Linked DNA regions of Columba livia: region 1 is linked to region 2. Evidence: chromatin contacts called from public Hi-C data. All regions are on one chromosome and are shown on one strand. Each heading gives the region's core, a stretch centred on a gene start, on an enhancer-like site or on the middle of the called end of the contact. The rest is flanking DNA. Distances are from core to core; before and after follow the strand shown.

Evidence for each region. A called contact is a pair of places that touch in the nucleus more often than the background predicts.
Region 1: a Hi-C map of liver shows a contact between it and region 2, with 2.5 times the contacts expected there. The contact joins the enhancer-like site here to the promoter of MED21 in region 2. A contact is called at or near these places in 2 of 2 Hi-C or Micro-C datasets (crop and liver).

Annotation. Positions count from the first base shown.
Region 1 is chr1:136,710,660-136,716,262 of bColLiv1.pat.W.v2, forward strand. STK38L (serine/threonine kinase 38 like) reads left to right here. Exons shown (of 14, transcript XM_065032585.1): 2 at 5,231-5,375. The coding sequence starts at 5,242. Among named protein-coding and RNA genes, the nearest start is that of STK38L, 27 kb to the left of the region's middle. Within about 2 kb of position 1,657, at least 1 of the 3 cell types and tissues checked has an H3K27ac peak away from gene starts, as active enhancers do.
Region 2 is chr1:136,608,357-136,613,887 of bColLiv1.pat.W.v2, forward strand. It overlaps MED21 (mediator complex subunit 21), which reads left to right and starts at 4,108. Exons shown (of 4, transcript XM_065032633.1): 1 at 4,108-4,266; 2 at 4,589-4,703. The coding sequence starts at 4,120. TM7SF3 (transmembrane 7 superfamily member 3) reads right to left here and starts at 2,402. Exons shown (of 12, transcript XM_005507076.3): 1 at 1,501-2,402. The coding sequence starts at 1,561.

The DNA.
Region 1 (5,603 bases), core at 407-2,906, 100 kb after region 2:
AAGTAGCATTGTTCTGTCACATGGAAAAAAACCCCAAACAAATGTGCTTTTCTCTCCAATAGAACTGTATGTGGTGTTTGTTCTGTATCTTAAATACGCACTGAGTAATGAGTCCAGAGTAAATTTATTCTAGGGCTGCTGTATAATTATACTATATGCATGTTTTCAAAAATAAGAATATTTCCATTGTGTGGCTTAGGTCCAGATTAATTTGATAGTGTAGGTCCAGCCTTATTTGACAGGAAGAACAAGCTATATGATATAACACAGTTGTGCAGGAGACTTGTCTGTAAAGAGACTGGCATCTTCAGATCTGTTCTTATGGAAGTGAATCCCAGTTATGATCCCCACCACTGTCTAACTGGTACAGACTTGCTCTTTTTCTGGCAATCTGTGTAAGAGAACACAAGAATTTATCGCATGGGTTACTGTAGCATCCCAAGAAAAGTGAAACCCTCTAATAATAGCAGGAAAGGTTGGTTTCAGTTTTCACTTCTTGTAGCATACTCTCACATATTTATTATACTCTCCGAAGTGAGAAATCATTTAAAAAGTAAATGTGGAAGGTTGGAAGAAGATGCTAGAAGGACCTGAAATTATGAACTTAACTGCTTTGGGAGGGGTGTTGGGTTTTGGTGCGTTTTGTTTTTCTTATAGTAGTATTTGAATCTTCACCATCACTACAGTTCAAATCTTTGGTGATGTGAAGGGTTATGATTATGCTCTACTCCACATCCCTGTCCTGTTGCTCAGTTTTACGGTCTGGGAAGTATGCCGTTGGATAATTAAGCAACTTTCTAGAGATCTTGTAGCACATCTGTGTTGGGATGCTGTTTCATCCCTCATTATCCTTTTTTCTTTAAAGTCCAGAGCTACTTGGATATGTAGAAATAGGCTGTAAATTACTGAGGGTGTCAAACCTCCATCCTTCCTTCCTGCAAAATGACAGCTCTGTGCTTGCTCTCATCTTCGCACACTCTGGATGTCCTGAAATGGAGCTGCGGAGATGTGCGAGAGGCTTGGATTTTGTGTTCTCATCCTTTCCTGATTAGAAAATGATCCTGCAAGCTGCCAAGCATTTTTTTCAGAGGCTTAACAGTTCTCTAGGTGCCTTGATTTCTTCAGCTTCTCCTCTTCTGAGTTGTAGCAGGTAGGATTGGATGCCTTAGTGATTTTGCTCTGATTACCACAGCCTGAATACAATAGTCTAATATGAAAACATTAATAATGGACTGTGGGAGCTGCCAAGAAGCATCTGGAGAGGACAGGCAGGAGTTTTGAGTTACCAGTTGTGTAGCAGAAGCTGGATGTGAAGTTTTCAACAGTGGAAATGCTTTCAGGAAAATTGACCAAGGGTTTGACTTAGAGCTGTTCTGATAGATGGGAGCACAGAGTGAAGTTGTAGTAAACACTGCTTGGCCTTTGTCTGCTTCCCAATCAGGAAAGATCTGGGAATAAAAAGATAAAACATATGCTTGGACCAGGCAGCATTTTCCTATCAGAAGGGAGATGGTTGGTCAGGGCAGACTTACTCCTGAAAACTCCTGCTTGTAAGCACTGGGGCTGCTGTACCCTGCTCTCCCTTGTCCTTCGGGAACACCTTTCATCTCCTCCCTGCTGTGCTACTGTCCCACCTGCCTCTTGGGGCAAGATGTCCCTTGGTCACTCCACACCCCTCTGTCTCCTCTGCCCACGCCATGGGTGCTTGCTGCTGCACAGAGCTGGCATCAGGAGAAATGCTCGTGCTGTGCATTCAACCATCCAACCAGGAGGCACAGGCTCGATTTCTGGGCCAAGCAGCACATATGGCATCTCTGCTCCTGGCAGCTCCGAGAGGTTGTCCTGTGGGCTGCACGCTGCTCCATGTCTCCTGTTGGTTTGATGTCTCTCTCATTCACAGCCGGTGGTGAATCATGTTTTCCAAAGTAACAGGCTCTTTGGAAAGAAAGGTCTTCAGTCCTCATCAGCCAAAGGAGTTTTGGCCAAATGCATCTGTCTGCTTAGTATGACTGTCATCGTGGATGAAAGAGCCTGAAGCAAGGCTGGTGATGCAGCAGGAATAGAATGGTTCCATTATGCAAATGGCATGAGTTTGGGTGAATTAGTAGTTTTTTGAGGGAATTTCCAAGAACTATGGGTGGCACCTTTTCAAACCATTCCCGTTAAAGTGCTGAGGTCAGTAGAAGTAGTGTGCTGTCAATAAAAGGCCCCATTTTGAAGCTTCTTCCTTCTCATCCCCACCCTCTCCGGCATAATTTGTTCATAAAGGTCATATTTCGGGATTTTATTTGGTTGCTCCCAAATTAATGTTTTGTCTGGGATGTGTGGTTTTGTGCTTTGTTTGGGGGTTTGGTAGTAGAAGCAGAGAGGCAGGGGGAAAAACAATGAAGAGGTTTTCTCGGCTGTGAGTTGACATAAGATTTTGTGGGGTGCCTTGTGTCTCCTGCCAGGTCTGTGCTCTTTTCTATTTACTTTGGGGAGGATGGAGAGTTCAGGACACTTCTTGGCTTTACAGAGTTGACTTTTGGTTTTCTTTCACCACAATGACAGAACTAGCTGGGGTTTGCAAACAGAGAGAATGTAACCTGTCTCAAGGAAATGCCGTGCTGTATGTAGGACAGTGTGGCCCGGAGGCAGGGCTGGTGAGCTGTGCATGGGGTACATGGGATGCTGAAAGCAAATGCTTCTGGTGATGTACCCCTCCTGCTTTGGTGGGCTCACACCACGGTATGATGGTGAAGTTGATACAAATTTCTTCTCCGTTAAATAACTTTCTCTGAGCTCGCTAGCTTATGGGTTGGGTTCTCATCTATATTTTCCTACTGTAGAACCACAGTGAGGGTCAGCCCCCACTATTTATAGCATGGTGTGCTAGTGCCAGAATTGTTATCTCTTTTTTACAGGCTTAATAAAATGAAGTGACTTAGATTTGCTGTTAGGTAACGTCTGTGTTTGTGAGTATAGGAGTATGGGGAAAACAAATTAACAGGAAACAAAACTACAGTGTTATTTTATCCGACCGGGAATACAAGACGTGCAAAGGATAAATATCCTGTTGCTTGCCGATGCTAGAGTGCACTCATTATACCTTAAGTAAAGGTTAATCCATTTCAAGCCTGGGTTAATGCTGCACTATCCTGACACTCCAAAATGATCAGATGGCGGGTTTTTACTCTATTAGGTCATTTATTGAAATAATTTAATCACAGATGCAAGCATGTGATCTGCAGTTGTTCTGTTTGATTTGAGTGTGTCCATGTGCTGTAGGTTTTGCTCTCAGATACATGTTTTATACTTTTTTTCAACCTATCAAGGGAGAAAGAAAGTGTAATGTTCTATAACAGACTCAATACGGAGAGCACAGCCAAGTTCTCCAGCTTTTCAAGAAGTATCTAGTGTGGGGTACATGCTTGTGTGAAGAATAAACCCCTTAATTTTTAGTAAAGATTACTAACAGTTGACAGCTCTCACCTTTCTTTAGCAGAAAATTGAAGGGGATAAAAGAGTGTTTAAAAAATAAGAATATTGACAACATTGTAAAGCAGTGGTAGTGCTATTAAAAGCTCACTGTATATGTATAGAGATATATTTTTATTCTCAGAATTCTGGCGTCTTGCACACTCCAAAATACACAGCTAAAATAATATCTACATAATGCTATAAAACGCCTCTATTTGTGACACAGCAGCTGCGTTTCTGGCAACAAATATCTTATTGTCGCACCAAATCCAATTAAAAATCCACAAGATGAAATGCTGTCTTCACAGAGGAGAGCAGGCAAATGCAAAACAAAAAAAAAACCCCGAGCAGAATTAAGCAATCTTCCTGTCTGATGTGGACTTGTGAGTTTTCTTCTGTATGAAACTTTTAATTGGTTCACCTTAAAAGGTGTTAGGATCTGCTTCAAGATCATAAACCTAATTTGGGATTTGTCTTCCTCAAAATCCCCTTGTGAAATAGAAGGGTTACGTAAATAATCAAAAGGAAGTGTATGTACTTCTGCATGATTTTCCAAAACCAACCCCAAAACAACCTGAACAAATGAGCGTGGGGCAGAGATGCTATTTCTGGCTCCCCTCGCTCTCTAAAGTGCCTCAACCCACTTCCAGGTAGGGCATGAGTCCCAGGACAAACTGTGCTTTATTTTTTCACCTCCTCTGGCTTCCCCAGACCAGCTGCAGGAGACTCAGGACTGCCCTAAGATGTTGTTTTTCCCCAGTCTTTAAAGTGTTGTTCTAGCACATTCAAGTTCTTTGGGTTCAAGATGAGAGCTATGGAAGAGAGCACCCTTTCTTCTTTCCTCTTCTCAGTTTTTGGGTGCTCAGTGACCGTATGCCCTGCCCTATAAGTACTTTATATCTACACGGGTAACACATTTACAACTGCATGAGATGATTCCCCCTTGAATTTGAGAATCAAACGCTGGGAGCCCTGGAATGAGCAGCCACTCCAGAAAAGGCTCGTTTTGTAGGCGATATGGCACAGAGGTGGTCAGAAAGGAAACAAACTGAAAGACTGGTTGCCTCAAAAAAAACAAACAAAAAACCCCACAGCAACAGAAGTTTTCCTTTTTAAATACAGCAAATCCATTATTTCATTTTCATGCGATGATTTCTAGAAATCCCCCCAACTGTCCACATGCAATTTTGTTGAGCGACTTTAAAATTCAAAGAAATTTATGGCTATCTTCTGTCCTTGAAACAGCTTCTCTTCTTCATTAGGGGTTTTGTCCACTTGTCCACTTACTTCTTCACTTTATCTTGTCCTTTTGGTAGCACCTAGCATTTCTGGAGTCTGAAATTGTCATAGAGTTGTGACATGTCCAGCTGTGGGAGCTGCCTGGTCCTCCTCTCGCTTCCCCCTTTTCCTTCCCGTGCTCCGTTACCTCTTCCCTCCCCCAGGCTGGACTCAGGTCAGCCGGAGGTACATTTTCCTCATTTGTGGACAGGAGCTGCCCGTAGCCTGCATAATTCTTTGCTATGATTCACCCTTTGTTTTGCCAACATGTTGTTATTTTTTCAGAGAGTGGGTAGTAAGTCCGTCTGCTATCTCGGGATAATTTTATAATGCAGCTTTTTAATGGAGTTTCTTATATCTGAAAAACGGTGTCTTCCCTGTGAATTCTGTAGCATCTAAGAATTTGGAGACAGGGAGTGGGGAAAGAGGAGAAAATATATACTTTTTAATTTTTTTTTTCAAGTGAGTAATGATTTGACATGTTCTGTTTCAGTACATGTTACCATGGCGATGACTGCAGGGACTACAACATCCTTTCCCATGAGTAACCACACCCGGGAGAGAGTGACGGTGGCCAAACTTACGCTGGAGAACTTCTACAGCAACCTAATTATACAGCATGAAGAGAGAGAAACCAGGTACTGGCTCTGCTTCCTCTCACTCCTCTTCAGCTTTTCTTGGTTGGCTTTTGGCCATGTTTGTTTAAGGGCACTTTGATCCCCGTGCACACAGCAGTTCTTGGAAGTTTTTCTGTACTTGGTGGCAAGGAGCTAATCCTTGAATGGCACAGGCTGCCTTTCAGCAGCTGTGCTGGTAGACCTGCAAATGTCCCCTGCTACCACACCAAGTAGTCACTGAGTGACCAA
Region 2 (5,531 bases), core at 2,858-5,357:
TTATCAGCACTTTTAAAATGAAACAGAATCTTCCAGTATTTGGAGATGGCAGAGCCCATCGCTGCAAACCTGGGCATCCAAGACTCAATAACCACAAGACAATTTCAAACAAGTGAACCATTAAGAAAGTGTCCTTGTTTAAAGGGCCTAATGATCAGCTAGATATAAGTACGCCAATTACACAGCTTATTAGCTTTTCATGAGAAAAATACTTTCCCCCTCCACCGTCAATTCTGCAAGGAAAGACGGCAACAGGCTCCTTCAAGGCAAAGCAGTTGGCTTAGTTCCTTATTCATTCTGCTTTTTTACATATTGTAAAAAAAAGTGACTCAACACATGACCCATCTTCAATCAACTCCAGGAGACAAGCTGTCTCTTCCACACCTGAGACTGATTCTTAACACTGTCTGCAGCCTTGCAAAGTATCTCAAGAGTAGATTTCTCCTTTTGAAAAATTAAGCTTCATTAGAGACAAGTTTAAAACTAAAGAAAAACTAAGAACAGGAAGCTTGCATCACCCCTAACATAAGGGACTGCTTGCTTATATCTGAATTATCTCTGATAGAAACTGATTATTTTTTCCTGTATTTGGAGAGATAAGAGCTTAACCAGAAAAAGGTAAGCTGGTGTTAAGTCTCCACAAGCTATACTCACTATAGTACACTTACCACTGGATGCTTATTTTAATCACCTGCAGGAACATAGGGGAATTAAAAACAAAACAAAACAAAAAAAAAAAAAAAAAAAACAAAACCAAAACCCAAATAATGTCAGATTACATCAGCATGGCCAACAAGTAATTTTAGGAACCAAGCTCCAAATTCTAGGGGGTTTTGCTCATTTCTTTAATTTTACAGGGACTGTCAATGCGCAATTCACAGGGTGCTGGGAGCCCACGACCACCTGCATGCGGTAAAAAAAAAAAGTTTTATTAACCTTGCTCCCTTTTTCATATAAACTCATGGGTAGTGAATGCCACCTTGTTTCCTCAGAAGGAATACAACTCTACACCAGACTCATCAGCCTGAGCTGTATCCCTGCAACAGCACAGTTAAAGTCAGTCTGGCAGATCTATGTAAGAGTTAAAATGATGGCGTTCATCGCAATTAAGCCGCAAAAAAAACGAAAAAAAAAAAAAAAAAAGAAGCAAGGGAGGGGGAGGAATGGGTTCTCCCTGCCCACATCAAAGATTAAGATAACCACGAGCGTATAACTCTTCTCCAGCTCCACAGACAGCTGCATCTTCACTTTGATCTTCGCTCTTGCTGAACCCGCCAGACAGCAGCGGGTCTCCCCACCGCCGCCTCTCTCCCGACACCCCCAAAAAGGCTCTGCAGGCCCCTCCTCGCAGCAAGCCTCTGCCCCTCCATCCTCCTAGACGTCAACCCGGCCAAAAACACCCCTTCCCCGGTACAAGCCAGGCTCCACCGGCCCTCCAGCCGCTTAATGGCGGCCACGGCCTACAGTCCGTTTCCCCCCCATTCCCCGCGCCACACTCACCCGAGGCACCGCCATGGCGCAGGACCCCCAAGAGCACCACGGCGTAGGGGAAGAGCCGCATGGCGCTGCGAAGAAGAAGGGGAGATGAGGCTGCGAGCGAGCCAGGGCGCTGAGGAGGGGCCTGGGCCGGGCGGGTCCTGCGAAGCACCGGAGCGCCCGCCTCCCGCCGGTGGCCGCGCCGCCTCACAGGACCCGCCCGAGCGGAGGCCGCTCCCGGCGCCCCCACACCCACCTGCGTGAGGAGACTGGGGTAACGGCCCCAACCGCCGGCCCCCACCGCTTTTATTCTCCCGAGCTGCGCCTGTCGACCCTGTGGCGGTTACTGGGGCGGGTGAGGGGCTTGGGGAGGTCTCCCGGTCAGGATGGGGAGGGTTGAACTTTATTTCTGAAATCTTTTTTTGACATTTTAATGCAGCTGCCGTTTGGTTTTGTCCTACAAACAGCTCGTTGGCCTCGGAGGCTCGCAAGCGTGTGTGTTTGAGGCGCCTCTGGCTGTGAAGGTGATTCATGGGCACATGATGGGAGAAAAGCGAAAGCAAATTAAAAGCCTCTCTTTTTTTTGTGGAGCGGGGTGTGTTTTCGCTGTTATTTGGGCCTCGTTTTATGCGTTTGCGTCATAACCTAGCTCTAAAAAGCCTAGGATCACCCCTGTTTTGTTTCTTTTTTTCCCCTGCTTGCTTCAATCCAGTTTCCAGTTAAAATGCATGAGGAAGCTGTCAAGAAGAACACAGGGATGAGTGCTGGTCCATGTTTACAGGTATTTCTTATAAATGGTGTACTTTCTTTGTACTTTGCCTACAACACTTAGGAAGGCAGCCTTTTTCAGTCCCCCTTTGCTGAGGTTATTTTTGTTTTGCTCAACAAGGTTCCTCTAAGTCAAAATCCATGAGATATCGGCAGTCTGTTTAGTGTTTGCCACTGTCACTGTCAGCCTCCCTGAGAGAGGCCTCAGTCACTCTTTATTCACAGCTCGGCTTTCAGACTGCTCACCCGTGGCCTTCAGTCACAAACAGAGCCTGAGCGAGGCTTGTCTCGTGCCATCAGTCTCACTTATTCCACGCTCAGTCTGGCATCCATCCCACTCTCGGAAAGCTGAAAAAGAACCTGCTGCCTTCGATAATAGCTGTAAAGCTGTTAAAAAACGTGTGGTAGGTTTTGGTCTACAGCGCAGTAGTTTCATGACTTGGCTTTTTAAGAGGACCATGAAGAAAACACACATCCCAGTTTACATGAACGTACATGTATGTGTAAAATCCTAAAAACTCCTAACCCCAACCGTGCCATCAGCAAAACGCTTTCGTCGGATTAGTTTGTATCGAGGCAGAGGGGAGCTGTAAGTAGCAAAAGGTTGTCTTGACCTGCATGTTGCTGCTGTGTGGCTGTACCCACAGTGTCACTGCCAAGTTGGCCAGAAGAAACTCCTGGAGGTCTCCAGCCCAGCTGTCCCTTCCAAACCTTCAACTTCTTCAACTAGATCAGGTTGCTCAGAGCCCCATCCAGCCTGGCCTGGAACGTCTCCAGGGATGGGGCATCTACCACCTCTCTGGGCAACCTGGGCCAGGGTTTCACCATCCTCAGTGTAAAATATTTCTTCCACATATCTAGCCTGAATGTCCACTCTTTTAGTTTATAGCCATCACTCCTTGTCCTTTCGCAGCAGGCCCTGCTAAAATGTCTGTCCCCATCTTTCTTACAGGCCCCTTTTAAATACGGAAAGGCCACTGAAAGGTTTCCCTGGAGCCTTTTCCAGGCTGAACAACCCCTACTCTCTCAGCCTGTCCTCACAGCAGAGCTGTTCCATCCCTCTAATTATTTTTTGTGTCCCTCCTCTGGCCCCTCTCCAACAGGTCCATGTCTTTATTGTGCTGAGGGCTCCAGAGATGGATGTAGGACTCCAGGTGGGGTCTCACCAGAGCAGAGGGGCAGGTAAGTGCCAGACACTAAATGACTGGCACAAATCAGAATTCCTCATTCTCCAGCCCATGGGCACAGAGGGGTCTTGCTGGCTCTAAGCCGGATCGTGGAGGATTCTGCATTCCCGGCCTTTCACGGCTCCCCATCTGCAGACTCAGCCCAGGGCTGGAGCGGAGGGTCCATGCGGTGGTGCTGCCTTCAGCCGGCGGCAGAGCAGCTGCTGCACAGCGAAGGCCGAGCGCTCCCGGGCACACCGGCCTTCCAGCGCCGGTAACACAGGAATTAGGCGTTTTTACCCTGCTACGATCGTGCGCGCAGAACGGTGTTTCTGAGAGAAACCAATAGGCCCGACGTGCCAGTTCCTCAAGACGAACGGCACCGCTGCAGCGCCCTTCCCTCCCCCGCCGCGGCGCTCCCCTCGGGGCGCCTCCCGCAAGCGCCCGTGGGCCAAGCCCGCCTCCGCGCCGTGCGACTGCAAGCCGCAGCCTGCCTGGCCCCAGCCGAGCAGCTCAGCAGCTGCCAAACACAGCCGAGAAAGCGCAGAGTGTCAGAAAGCGGCTTCCTGCGGCTCTGAAACAGCACGGAGCCCGCCGTCACTGCCCCGCCTCCACCCACTGATTGGAGGTGGGTCTAGACCACCTCCCGGCCTGCAGAGGGCGCCCCACGCCCGCCCTGCCCCACCGGAAGGGGGACAACACCACGCCCATGGCTCTCCCATGCCGTGTCACGCCCCCGTCGCTCCTCCGCCCACCTGACATCCAGGCGCCCTATTGGGTGCCGCCTGGTCAGGTGGGCGGTGGCGGCGGCGCTATGGCGGATCGGTTGACGCAGCTGCAGGACGCGGTGAACTCGGTGAGGCGAGCGCTGCTTTCTGCTCTCCCCTGAGACCCATCGTTCTCACCGGTGGGCTGGGCTGGGCTGGCAAGGCTGGGCTGGCAAGGCTGGGCTGGCAAGGCTGGCGCTGGGTCACGTCCCTCCCCGCCGCTATGGCCGTTGCGTGTGTGAGGGGTGCGATCCCTCTCCCCACCCCCGCGGTGCCCCTGCAGCCCCTGGCTGCCTCTCCCTCCTACCGCCGGGGGGGGCTGGACCGCTGCCTGGGGTCCACCGGGATGCAGAGTAAAATTTAAATAGTTCTAGTGGTGGAATGAAGGAATTGTCTCTCTGCCGTTTGCAGCTCGCAGACCAGTTCTGCAACGCCATTGGGGTGTTGCAGCAGTGTGGGCCCCCAGCCTCCTTCAGCAACATTCAGACGGCGATAAACAAGGATCAGCCTGCTAATCCAACAGAAGGCAAGTCTGTCTTTCTGCACCTCCTAACAAAACGTGAACGTGTTCTGATACAGTGCACTCTATAACATAAAATCTGTACTGTGTTTTGTGCTTGGCAAACAGTTCCACCAGTAACTGGAGGAATGATTTAAGTAATAAACTGATGTCAGCTGCACTTGCTGCATAACATTGTAATAGCAGAAATGCAATTTTAAGTGTTAAATTAGCATTACAGTATATTTCTTGTGCTGGTTTATTTGCACAGATACAGTAGCTCCACAGATATAAACCATTTATATAGGGCTGTTGCAAGAGATTGTTAGTGAGTTGTCCATTACTTCCCTAAAGTCTTTTTTAGAAAGAAGTACTCTTAGCTTTATGAAATCACTTATGAGTTTTAAATTCTCCATGTCATAAACTTTTTTGCTTATGCAATTAAGGAATAATGTCATGTTGAATCTCCCTCTTGGCATTTGTGGCTTAGTTGTTGGCTTTTTTGTTGTTTTTTGTTTGGGTTCTTTTTTGTCTGTTTTTGAGAGATAATAAAGTGATCTAAGACACTGAAATTGGCAAGTGAACTAAAAGGTCTCTGATCTGAGAATTTCAAGTTAGTATTTAAATAACCATGTTATTCTAGTCTTGAATTTGTTTTTTTGTTTGTTTTTTGACTGAGAAAAATGTTACATGTATCTCGTATCAGATTAGATTTTGCTCTTAAGATAAAAAGGGAGACTGGTTTGGGGTGCAGTGAGGCACTTTCTAGGACAGTTGAATACTAGTTCTTCCTTGCTCTGTAGCTGATGCTGGTGCTCTCTGATACTGGAATTAGTTGGGTGAGCAGCTGAAAGG